Linked DNA regions of Sus scrofa: regions 1, 2 and 3 are each linked to region 4. A link is a contact called in public Hi-C and promoter capture Hi-C data. All regions are on one chromosome and are shown on one strand. Each heading gives the region's core, a stretch centred on a gene start, on an enhancer-like site or on the middle of the called end of the contact. The rest is flanking DNA. Distances are from core to core; before and after follow the strand shown. Region 1 overlaps SIK3 (serine/threonine-protein kinase SIK3). Region 2 holds the start of PCSK7 (proprotein convertase subtilisin/kexin type 7). Region 3 overlaps SIK3 (serine/threonine-protein kinase SIK3). Region 4 holds the start of SIK3 (serine/threonine-protein kinase SIK3).

Region 1 (2,700 bases), core at 145-2,644, 83 kb before region 4:
GAATTGGACCTGTAGCTGCCAGACTACACCACAGCCACAGCAATGCCAGATCCGTGCTTCATGTGCAAGCTACACCACCACTCACAGCAACGCTGGACCCTTAACTGACTGAGCAAAGCCAGGGATTGATCCTGAGTCCTCATGGATACCAATCAGGTTCGTTAACTGCTGAACCACGACGGGAACTCCAAAACCTTAAGATTCCTGAATTTAGCCAACAGGTGGGGTAAGAATGAAGCTAATTTAATTGGGAAATTATATTAATTTTCTATCAACGTCCTTTTAAGAATGAGAAACTGCTTAAATGACTTCGATAAACTTTATACTTTAAGCCTGGACAAATCCAAAAACTTACGTAACCGCGAATAACAAGTATTAAGGGTCACAAACTAATGTTTAAGTGTCACATTACCACAAGACTAAACAAACAAAACAGTTTTTAAAAAAAAAAAATCCAAAAATCACTGCTTTTTTGTTCCCTTAATAATCCTTTCAAAGAATAAAGGGAAATTTGCTATTTTGAATCTAAATGGTATTGAGGTTTCGAACAGGCACACATCAAACCAATTAAATAGAGGCCTCATATGCCCCACACAATTTCAGGAGCAGTGAAACTGTAGATCAGTGGCCTTATGTAAGGCACAGTGACGTAAATCCCATCTCCCCTGACACAAGATAGGGGTTGGATTAAGAAGCCTGCAGGAATTTCATATCACATTTCCATTCTTCAGTACTCATTCATTTGTATCATTTTGCTGTGACCTTGATCTCCAGAGACATATATTACCAGTACCAGACACATAATTGCTATTAACCTGAAACTATTCTACTAATATGACTTGAGGTTTAGCAGAACAGAGGGCTAATGTTGTTTTTTTCTTTCCTTAGTATAAAATGAAAATACTTTTCTCAAAATGGACATGGATAATACTGAAAAACACTGTGTTCAATATTAGAAAAATAGATGTCTCAAGAAATCATTGTTAACAGCAGAATAACAAGATAAAATCATTTTTTGCCCCTGCATTTTCCCTAATAAAAGAAGAGGCTATAAACAACTATTTACTGATAGTACCAAACCAGGGAGGCTACACTATTTCTACTTGAAAGGAAAGGGAAGTTCAAAGCGGCACCTTCCCCCAAGAAAAGCCCCGCCTCAACCACATCGATCATTACTAGCTAAAACAAAAACAAATACGAAAAAAGGAAAAACAACCTCCAAACCCGAGGCTTGGCTATATGAGCCAGATGAAACTATATATTCATTTGTTCAGAAAAAGTAAGTGTAACAGCCAACTTGGCCAGTTCTCACAAAGCACACACCCTTGAGAAGAGCCTGGGTCATCTACGGTCATTCGGGCAGTTTCTACAAGAGCAAGCACACTGCATGTACAGTGAAAAACAAACATTAAACCTCCAGAACTATTTGCACAAAAGAAAAATGGGATCAATTTGGGCTGAGGAGTGGTGCTTGTCAAAGGTCAGCCCTGCCGTACAAGTTTGCTCAATCTCCCTGGTAAAGAGCACATGGACAGAACCCACTCCTTATCCAGAACTTTCCAAATATTAACCAATGCCCAGAGCAGCCTAGTGAGGTAAATGAAGTTTTACAAATAAGGGGACATGTCCTGAGGTAGAAATAAAGTGAGGACTGGCCCCTGGGCCAGTATCCTCTCTGCCTTTGACTTGGCGTACAGACAACTCACAAAAAGCTGCCTGATGCCTCTGTTTACCACTTCAGTATAAAAAAGCGGCTGTCAATTCTCAATTTCACACGTAAGATACAAAGTCTATACCAAAGTAACAGGGCTGCTTTGCCTACCAGTTTGTTAATTATTATCAAAAATTCCATTAATTAGTTAAGTAAGCAATTTTTGAGTACCTACTGCCTATAAATACAGATTTTTTTACAAAAAAAAAAGCTTTAAGTAAATTTATATTATTTATATTACCAGTTGCCACAGAAACAAAGTCCTAATCACTTTAAACTTGGACATGTCAAAATCTTGTTATTATACAAGTAAATGTGTCTGGGGACTGACTGGGGGAAACACAAGAGAACCAAGCAGATGACAGAAATGTTCTGGTGGTGGTGGTACATTTATCAAGTATCACTGAACTGGATACTAAAGATCTCTGCATCCCCCAGAATGCAAATTTTACCCAAGAAAACATAAGCATCAAACAACAACAATAAGAAACAAAAAAGAAAAAAGCATCAAAGACGATTTGATTTAATAATCAAACACTTGAGTTAAAGAAGCACTAAAGGGAAACCCATATCATACCATAAAAAGACAAAGTACCGGTTGAAAAACTTGCCCTTTTTTCTTTCAGCCAATATCTCCCAACTTCTGTGCACTAATTAAATTCTTAAGGAATCAAATGCCCATGGGGTCTTCACAGCTTCCACTAAGTAAAAAGGAAAGACCATGTGGACACTTATACCTGCCTGTGAGTATATAAACCACATTCACCAAGTGGAGTTGCTTGAGACATCAGGCAAAGTAACACAAACCATCCCTGTGTCAAAGGCTTCAGGGAAAAAAGCAAAGATAGGTCCTCTGAGGCAGATAAAGAAGAAATGAATTGAAATTTCATTGATAATCGCATGGCCCATATTCGTCTCTCATAATTGTCAGTGAGATGCTTATCAGACTGGGGAGAGCAAGTGAGGAATGAAAAGTGGTACAAATGTAA
Region 2 (2,700 bases), core at 20-2,519, 120 kb after region 4:
CAGGGGAATTAGACAAAACCCAAGAATGCACACAGAACTGAAGAGAGGCAAGTGGGAACCCTGGGGAGCAGGGGTGACTGGCAAGCAGCACTAAAGGGCTACCCTTAGCCACTAGCTCAGCAAGGTGGCTTAGGAGTGAGGGCTCAACCCTGGAATGGGGGACTGCCACCTGTGGTTGATAGATGGGCCAAATTAGAACTGGTGGGCAACTGTGGGGACAAGGACAGGTGAATGGTGGTAGAACATGTATGTACCTATGGGTGACTGGGCTCCTTTAGAAGCATCTGATCTCTATGGGGAGAGGCAGGGCTTAGTGCTTACACACATATCCGATTGGATCAGTCTCAAAACATTACAGAAACATGGGCATTTTACCGAAGTCTCTTTGGAAAGGGAGACGGGAACTTCTGCCACCTAACATTTCCCTCCAAAAAGCTGCATATCTCCTCTCTTTTCCTTTTAGGTTCTCCACCCTCCAGCAGCCTTGACTGTCCAAGATAGTCAGCTCTCTTTCCCAGTCTGCATACCTTACTAAGCAAAACAAAATCTGGCTAGCCTTGATAGTGATCCAACTAGGCAGGCTCTTACAGTCTCAGTGGAGCTCACAGATTTCCCAAAGAGAGGAGAAACCTGACCACCATGGCCTCCACTCCCTCTGGCGGAGCAGTGCTTTACTCCTGACCCTCCCATCCTAGGCTTCTGGGAATGGAACCTTAATCTGAAAGCAGATCTCAACTTCACCCAACTGCTAGGCGTGTCTTTGCAGCTCTTAGGTGCTAAGAGAAGAGGAAGATACAGGCAGCCCCAAGTTCAAGACTTGGCTCCCAAGACCCTGTCCTCCTCGCAACCTGTTCCTAGAAACCAAGCTGCCGGTACCGGGTTCAGTTTCATTGGCTTCCTCCTCCCTAGCCTTGATTGCCCCGTGCAATGTGGCCCTCTCCTCAGAGAACCCATACTATCCTGGAATCCAAGACCCCGTGGCCCAGTCTTCCTGGGCTCCCCCACGCCGGGACTGAAGGCGCCCTTTGTGCAGCTCTTTCACCCTCGGACACCGGCCGCCCCCAGTTCCAGGCCACTCGGACTTCCAATGCCTCGCCCCCACCGAGTTCCCAACTCACCGGCCCGGCCGCAGCTGCTGCCGCCGCCTCCCTGCGGAAACTCGCGGCTTCCCGGGAACCTGAGGAGCCAGTGACAGTAGCATCACTTCCGCCCGGCAGCTCAGCCAATCAGCAGCGGGTCCTCGGGCCGGGCCGACCCGCCGGGAGCAGCCGGCGCTAGGGGGCCGGTTCCTTCGGGCATCCTCTACTGAAAGAGCAGCGTGCGGGTGTGGTGGGCGCTCCTCTCAGGGCCCACCGCCCCAACTTCGGGCATCTCCAAGAGAGACCCTCTCCAGACAGACGGTCCTCTCCTTCTTGGCCAGAGAAAAGGCATCTCTGCTGTAACCTCCAAAAACACCTCTCTCTCTGATCGCCATGATCCCCTCTCTCTGTAATCCTCCTAAAGGCGGCCCTCCCTTCACCACGTCTCCTTTCTTCCGGAGGTCACATCTCCTTTCGTCCCTGCGCCCCGGGAGAGTCCACTAGTATCTTAAGGGCTTCCGCAGTGTCCGCGTCCCCTCACGGTGCCGGCTCCCGCCGCCAGAGGGCGCCGTCGGGGGCGGCGCGGTGCCACCGCGGCCTCTCCTCTCCTGGCCGAGCCTCGCCCCCGCCGCTCGTGCCGCCGGAAGTGGGAGGTGTCGCGCGCGGGCCGGCGCTCGACCCCTCCCCCCAAGCTCGGCCGCCCCCTCCCCCCGCTCCGCCCGCTCAGGTGCGTCCCGTCCCTCCCCCCTTCCCTCCCGGAGGCGCGGCGCGGGAGGTGTGTGCGGGGCGGGTGCGAGGGCCGGGGGCAGTGGCGCAAGGGGCGGGGGATCGGGCCGGGGGGCGTGGAGGGAGCTGCGGGGACGGGGGCTGGGGTCCTGGCCTAGAAGTGGGACGGGGGCTGGCAGCCAGGCGGCGCAGGGGGGCGGGGGGCAAGGTTTGGAGGGGCTCTGGCAGGAGGAAGCAGCCCACTGGGCCAGCCCCCTGTGGACTGCCGCCGGGACCACCCGGCGCGGCTTCCCCCCATTGTCCCCTTCGCGTCAGTCCCCGGATCTCCTGAGGACCAGTCGCAACTGGCGTCGCCGTCTAGCTGGTGGTCGCCGCCGGCTTGTGGTACCGGGTTTTCCTTGGCACTTTCGACTTTACGCCCCTCGCCGCAGCCTCTGCCAGATGGCCCTGGTCCCCTCTCCTCTGGGCTCTGAGCTGCGGAGTTGCTTGGAGGACCCGTGCCCTCTGGTTTTGACTACCGGGAGCCAAGGACCCTGGCCCGGGCTCTGATGGGCCAGGGCATTTGCACCTGAGCTAGCGGTAGGGGCGATCTAGGGCCCGTTTTCTTCTGGGAGACTTGTATGTTGGGGAAACTGAGGCACAGGGGGTCTCTGGCCTGGGACTGAAGTGTTAGCACAGTCCAGCCTCCATGTCTACCCTGTGCGCTCGCTTTTCGAGGGTTAGGAATGTACAAATGAAGCTATTAAAAACAAGAATTTAACCCCGTGTTACATCCCTCTTCCTCTCCCTTCACCGTAGAGGGCGGTGATTTGTCTGCAACATAAAGGATGACCTTTTGATCTAAGAAAGGCATCTGTCTCAGTTCCCTTGCTTGGATTACTCTTTTTTTCATTTT
Region 3 (2,700 bases), core at 77-2,576, 120 kb before region 4:
TAGCTGTGGTGCAGGTTGCAGACTCGGCTCGGATCCCGAGTTGCTGTGGCTCTGGTGTAGGCTGGTGGCTACGGCTCCGATTTAACCCCTAGCCTGGGAATCTCCATATGCCGCGGGAGCGGCCCCAGAAATAGCAAAAAGACCAAAAAAAAAAAAAAAAAAAAAAAAAAAAAATTTCATAAGTAATGTCAGGAATACATCTATATTTTTAAATAGCACCTATGTAAAATAACATATTTACCTGTATGGAAATGCTCTGGAAAAATGTCCTTAATTAATACACTTCCTATAAAGCAAATCTGAGGGAACTGAAACTTAATAGAAATGCTGATTTCTGCCCCACGCTCTTCATACTTTTAAACTTATTGGGGTCTGTGCCCCTGTGCATATTTTAAACATGGTTCAGAACTGCATCACAACTCAAGGAAATGGAAATTTTACTAATTTTAAGGAAAAGCAAAGGAAGAAACAACAAACTATTTCTAGGGCCACTGTCTTAAGGTTAAAAAAAAGATAAGGTCAATGTCTTGTAGGAAGAGGTAAATTCAAATTCTTTGGCAAAATGAAAAGGAATTAACTGAATTTAATATTCACATGCATTTTCTGAAACATATTCTTAAGGCTTAAAAGCAGCAGCAGTTCATGAAAAAAAAAAAAAAAAAAAAAAAGAGAGAGAGAGAAGAGAGAGAGAGAGAGCTATAAGCCACTGGACTAAACAGAGCCTCTGAATGTTAGCTCTCCCACCAGACCAAAGGCAATGGCTACAAATTACCATATTCCCAAAAAAATGACAGCCAAACTCTTGTATCCTACAAGGAAAAATGGCGATTACAACCATCAGTCAGCAGTGGCAGAAGGCTTGACAGCAAGTCACCAAACAGACCATTTACTGTTCTTCATCTTGTGCAATATGACCTTTCCAGCTCAGCCCACTAAACATCACAGTGGTCCATGAGGAGAAAATCCACATGGAAGCAAATTCCAAAATGCAATTTACCCTATAGGCAACAGACTTTTCCAGATTCTTCATCCCACTTTCCTCCACTCCCCTCTGGGTCATAACAGAACTTGGCAGATGTTAGAATTTGCTATGTATAAACTCTGGAGCCCAGATTAGAAAATTCAGCAAAGTATGTGTTTGGCACTGGCAAAAATGGCTGCTTTGTGGGCTGATTCGGATTTGCTAACTTAGGATATCTACAGTTTCAAAAATGTGTCCACAACTGTTGAAATAAAAAAATCAAAAAGAAGGCACGTGTCGCACACATCCCAGCACAGGCTTACAAGTCTTCTGAGATCATCCTCTCCATACCAACAAAATACCAAGGCCATTACACAATCTGTGGTTTCTTCTCATAGTTGAAGAAATTAATAGCTTTGGATACAAAACTTAGATAGCTTTACCCTGAGATATTCCCCCAGTCTTGGAACTCCCTGTATAGAATCCCAAAGTGCCAGTTACCAGACTCCCAAGCAGAGGTCTACAAAAGGTTCTTTTCATTCACCAGCAAACTTTCTTCATAGCAAAACTTCAAAAATGTCTTTTGGAAGAGCCTTCCACTTAGAAAAAGCGTCTGTAACAAACCTCAAGTGTATAGTAGTTTGTGTTCACCAAGTTGATAAAATCTATCTATACTGTATTTCATCTCATACTTCATTGCTAGTTCTTTTCCTTCAATTAAAATCAAAGAGTTAGCATCAAAGTACCGAATACACAGGATACATTTGGCATATGACATATGCCCAAGTTTAAAAGGGCTGAACCTTGGAAGAGGTAATTGCTCTGCCTGAATCATAAGTCATCTGACATACTGACCTAGAGAGCAAAACTATATTCTATAGTTTTAGGCAATGTAAATCTAGTCCATAATACAGTAAATTTTGCCATGTGAGGAATAAGGGTATTCATAGGAACTAATTACAGCCTAGAAATTAATTAATTGATCATAGGAGATGAGTTTACCCTTGTGAATTAGTAAGAGCTTGCTTGTCCATCTGGATATTAAAATGCTAGTCAGTAGAGGTTCAGTCATAACTTAATCAGTTGTTTGCTTTACATCAGATTCTTTTGGCCTCCATTTGTTCACCCACATCGTTGGAAGTTCCTTCACACATATCAAACAAAGGCAAACAAGAAACTTCAGCTTCCACATATGATTCTAAGGGGTTTCTTTGCAATAAATACTGCATTTACTTAGAGCAATAATGTACCTGCATAGAGATGTTATTGTTTTCTAAAAATCTAGACTTTGCAATGTAGTCCCTTAATAACACAAAATAAATACAACTAATACCTGTTCAATGAATAGACCAATTACAAATTTAAAAGGTCCTCCTTTACTTCTACATAGATACTGGAGTTACTAGCATTAATCTCAATCCAATATTTTAGATATACAGGCTCCAGGGAGAAAATGAGTTTATAATTTCAGATGTCTCCGTCAAGTCACATAACCAGGTCTGGGTTTCTACAGGGCTGTGGCAGCTCACTTCAGTTTGCAAAGAAACCCGTCAAGGGCATTAGCCATTCCGGTGGTGAAAAAAAGCATCGACGTATTTCTTATATTTTGGATACACACTTTTTTTTTCAGTCTTCCTCCTTTCTCTGAAAAACAATTTTTGTTACACTCTGAACAAAACTTCTGCTATCAAGTAGACATTTCCAATGTCATTAACAGTGCAGAAAGAAGAGCCTGGCCT
Region 4 (2,700 bases), core at 88-2,587:
TCCTCCAAAAATGAATTTTCTATGGGTATGGATATGGCTTCCTAATTGACCTTGGCCAACTTCACCACTACAGCCCCACAAATCCCTTGGGAACCAAAGGGCCCAATGAGTGGGTTCCTCATACACCTCCTCAGTCACCAGCCTTTCCCCTCATCACTCAGAGCCCTCCCTGGGTTCTATAAAGCTCACAATCCGGGACCCTCCAACAACTAAATATAACCAGCAATCCAGCGTTCCCAAATTGTTTAACCCCTAAATACCTAGTGCCACCATAAACCTAGGACACACCGCCACCACCGCCTCTGTTCCCTGATCCCCTTCCTGTGGAAAAGCAAAGTAATTTTTTCCTCCTTATTTCCCAGTTTTTTTCATCTCCTCCTCCAATAATCTTATCTGTCCTCAGACCCTCATTCCCACCACCTATCAGTCTTGGACGACCAAATGCTGACTGTTGCCTCTGTCATAAGGTACCAGGTCCCTCATATCTCCCAGCGCCCCCCCCCTGCGCCCACCACATACCCCCAGTATATGTCCCAGCCATCGTGGGTCCCCCTCGTCATCCCACGTCTGCCAGTTTTACCCTTGTTTTCCCCCATCTCTTGGTCCACATTTCCTATTCCCCTGCCTTCATTCCCTTAGGATTTCCTAATTGCTGGTTCCAGAGTCTTCTTAGCTTACTGTCTCCAGGCTCCGGGAGAGTTCCAAACCTCTTCCTTCCAATCATCCCTTCTACTATCCTCCGTACAGCTCTCGGAGCCCCCTCCCCAACCCCGGCTCCCTAGTTCCCCAGGTCCCCGTGATCACTGGCTCCCTGCGTCCCCTTGCCGTGCAGTTACCCTCTCCTGGGTACCCCGGTGTCCCCCACCTTCTGCTCGCCCTCTCCTCACTCCCGCCCGGCAGCCCCCTACCCGTTTTCCCGGTCCCCAACGCTCTCCAATTTCCAGAGCCCCGCTCGCCGCGCCGACCCCTCAGCCTCCGTGTCGCGGGGCTCTCCTGCCCCCGCCACACTTGGACGGTCCCGGGCCGCGCAGCTTCCCCGCCGCCCGGTCCCCCCAGCGCCACTACCTTGGCCTTGGTGACGAGGTGCGTGGCCCTCTTGACCACAGCGAAGTTGCCCTTGCCGATGGTGCGGTCGATCTCGTAGTAGCCGATGCGGGCAGGCACCGGCCCGCGGGAGGCCGGGGCTGGAGGACGCGGCGGGCCAGCCGCCGGGGGCACTGCAGCGGGGGCGGCCGGGGGCCCCGGGGCGGGCGGAGGCAGCAGGCGACCTGCTGGCCCGGCTCCCCCAGCTCCGGCCCCGGCAGCCCCGCCAGCTCCGCTCGCCGCCGCCGCCGCCATCTTGTTGTGCAGTGAAACCTCCGGGGCCGCGGGTAGCCGGCGAGGGGGGTGGAGGGAGCAGGGGGGCGGGAAAAGGAGGGGGAGCGGCGGACGTCACTCCGGGAGGCGGAGCGCCCGCGCCGCCTGGGCCCGGCGCCATGGCAACCGTTGGTCACGTGCCGACGCGCGTCACTGCCCAGAGCCATGGCAACCGTGACCTCACCGGCGAGCTCGACCTTCCCGCGTGGGCCGGGTTCCTCCGGCGCCGGCTCCCGGGTGCCCCCCTCCCGGGAGGAGACAGTGGGCACCGCAAGTGTGCCAGCGGGTTCCAAGCCGCCGCAGCATTGCCCGAGTTGAGGGGGTGCTTTTGCCCGACCCAAAGCCTGCCCTCGATCCCCCTGGAACCGCTAATGTGACCCCGACTATGACCTCTGTCCCAGTTCAGCAATCACTCAGCCTCCTTAAAACAAAATATTTCCTCATCACCAAAAATATTAGCACTGTCCCATTTTAGCCCTTGAGGCCCCAAAGGCAGGAATAGCTACAGTATTGAAGCAACTGTACCCAAGTCGGTAGAGACAGGGGAATTCTTCAGTAAAATTCCTACCTCTTACAAAACCCAGCTCACCCAGTACAACCAATCTAATTGTCACCGAATAGAGAGGAATTGGGAAACTAGGATTTGTGTGTTCAAGGGCGGAGAAACCAGCCCAAACACGCATTCCAGTCGTTGGGTGGGTGAGGACCCAAGCAGGGAGGTCATTTTCCTTCCTCCCACCCTGTCTCTGAACAATTCTATAGCTAGATGACTGTCAAAGTGCCTGCGCCCTATTTCTGTCACTTGTATAACCCTGATGAAGCAGTGGTGGCATTGTCCAGTGAGTCACGTCATGGTTAAAGACAATCCGGTCTGTTGGGCGAAATAAATAAGTAAATAATAAAATTAAAATTTCACCCTTACTAGCGACTCTCCAAGGACGTTAAAGGTGATCAAATGTATAATTCCAACAGTAAATCTCATATATGTTTTTCTTCCCTCATCTTTTATCTTCTATCCGTTTCCCTCCAGAGCTTTCACTAGCTCCCAAGTTCCCCATACCCTCACTTCCTGGCTCCCTTTATTAACTAGATTGGCTTTAACAGCTTCAGTTGGGGCCCGGGAGGGGTAGGAGACTGAGCTTTCAAAAACAAGGTGGTCTTGGCAGGTTGACGGTTGGGGGGTGGGGAGACCATGAACACCAATGTTAAAATGTATTCCTTCAGTCCAGTCCTGATCCCTCCACATCTGCGTCTCTCTCAAAGGCAAAAGTGTGTTGTCAGGTCACTGCCTGTACGCTATTAAAAGCTGACACCCAGGACCCTGTGAATGTGTGAGAAGCAGAG

Evidence for each region. Promoter capture Hi-C pulls out the DNA fragments that hold promoters and counts their contacts. Hi-C and Micro-C count contacts between places; a contact is called where the count stands out from the background.
Region 1: a promoter capture Hi-C map of liver shows a contact between it and region 4, with 8 times the contacts expected there. The contact joins the enhancer-like site here to the promoter of SIK3 in region 4. A contact is called at or near these places in 2 of 5 promoter capture datasets (both in liver), 6 of 47 Hi-C or Micro-C datasets (heart right ventricle, liver and skeletal muscle) and 2 of 2 datasets of contacts at active chromatin or transcription factors (alveolar macrophages and skeletal muscle).
Region 2: a contact with region 4 is called in a Hi-C map of retroperitoneal adipose tissue, with 1.7 times the contacts expected there. The contact joins the promoter of PCSK7 here to the promoter of SIK3 in region 4. A contact is called at or near these places in 3 of 47 Hi-C or Micro-C datasets (embryonic fibroblasts, retroperitoneal adipose tissue and skeletal muscle) and 1 of 2 datasets of contacts at active chromatin or transcription factors (skeletal muscle).
Region 3: a contact with region 4 is called in a Hi-C map of embryonic fibroblasts, with 2.3 times the contacts expected there. The contact joins the enhancer-like site here to the promoter of SIK3 in region 4. A contact is called at or near these places in 2 of 5 promoter capture datasets (fetal liver and fetal skeletal muscle), 4 of 47 Hi-C or Micro-C datasets (alveolar macrophages, brain, embryonic fibroblasts and 1 more) and 2 of 2 datasets of contacts at active chromatin or transcription factors (alveolar macrophages and skeletal muscle).

The regions. Positions count from the first base shown.
Region 1 is chr9:44,386,962-44,389,661 of Sscrofa11.1, forward strand. All of the region lies in intron 1 of SIK3 (serine/threonine-protein kinase SIK3), which reads right to left. Among named protein-coding and RNA genes, the nearest start is that of SIK3, 83 kb to the right of the region's middle. Within about 2 kb of position 1,395, at least 22 of the 83 cell types and tissues checked have an H3K27ac peak or open chromatin away from gene starts, as enhancers often do. A contact at or near this core is called in alveolar macrophages, liver and skeletal muscle, where this site is marked.
Region 2 is chr9:44,595,280-44,597,979 of Sscrofa11.1, forward strand. PCSK7 (proprotein convertase subtilisin/kexin type 7) reads right to left here and starts at 1,270. Exons shown (of 17, transcript XM_021062880.1): 1 at 1,119-1,270. It overlaps RNF214 (RING finger protein 214), which reads left to right and starts at 1,701. Exons shown (of 16, transcript XM_021062882.1): 1 at 1,701-1,806.
Region 3 is chr9:44,351,930-44,354,629 of Sscrofa11.1, forward strand. All of the region lies in intron 1 of SIK3 (serine/threonine-protein kinase SIK3), which reads right to left. Among named protein-coding and RNA genes, the nearest start is that of SIK3, 120 kb to the right of the region's middle. Within about 2 kb of position 1,327, at least 7 of the 83 cell types and tissues checked have an H3K27ac peak or open chromatin away from gene starts, as enhancers often do. A contact at or near this core is called in alveolar macrophages and embryonic fibroblasts, where this site is marked.
Region 4 is chr9:44,470,352-44,473,051 of Sscrofa11.1, forward strand. SIK3 (serine/threonine-protein kinase SIK3) reads right to left here and starts at 1,338. Exons shown (of 25, transcript XM_021062877.1): 1 at 1,066-1,338. The coding sequence starts at 1,338.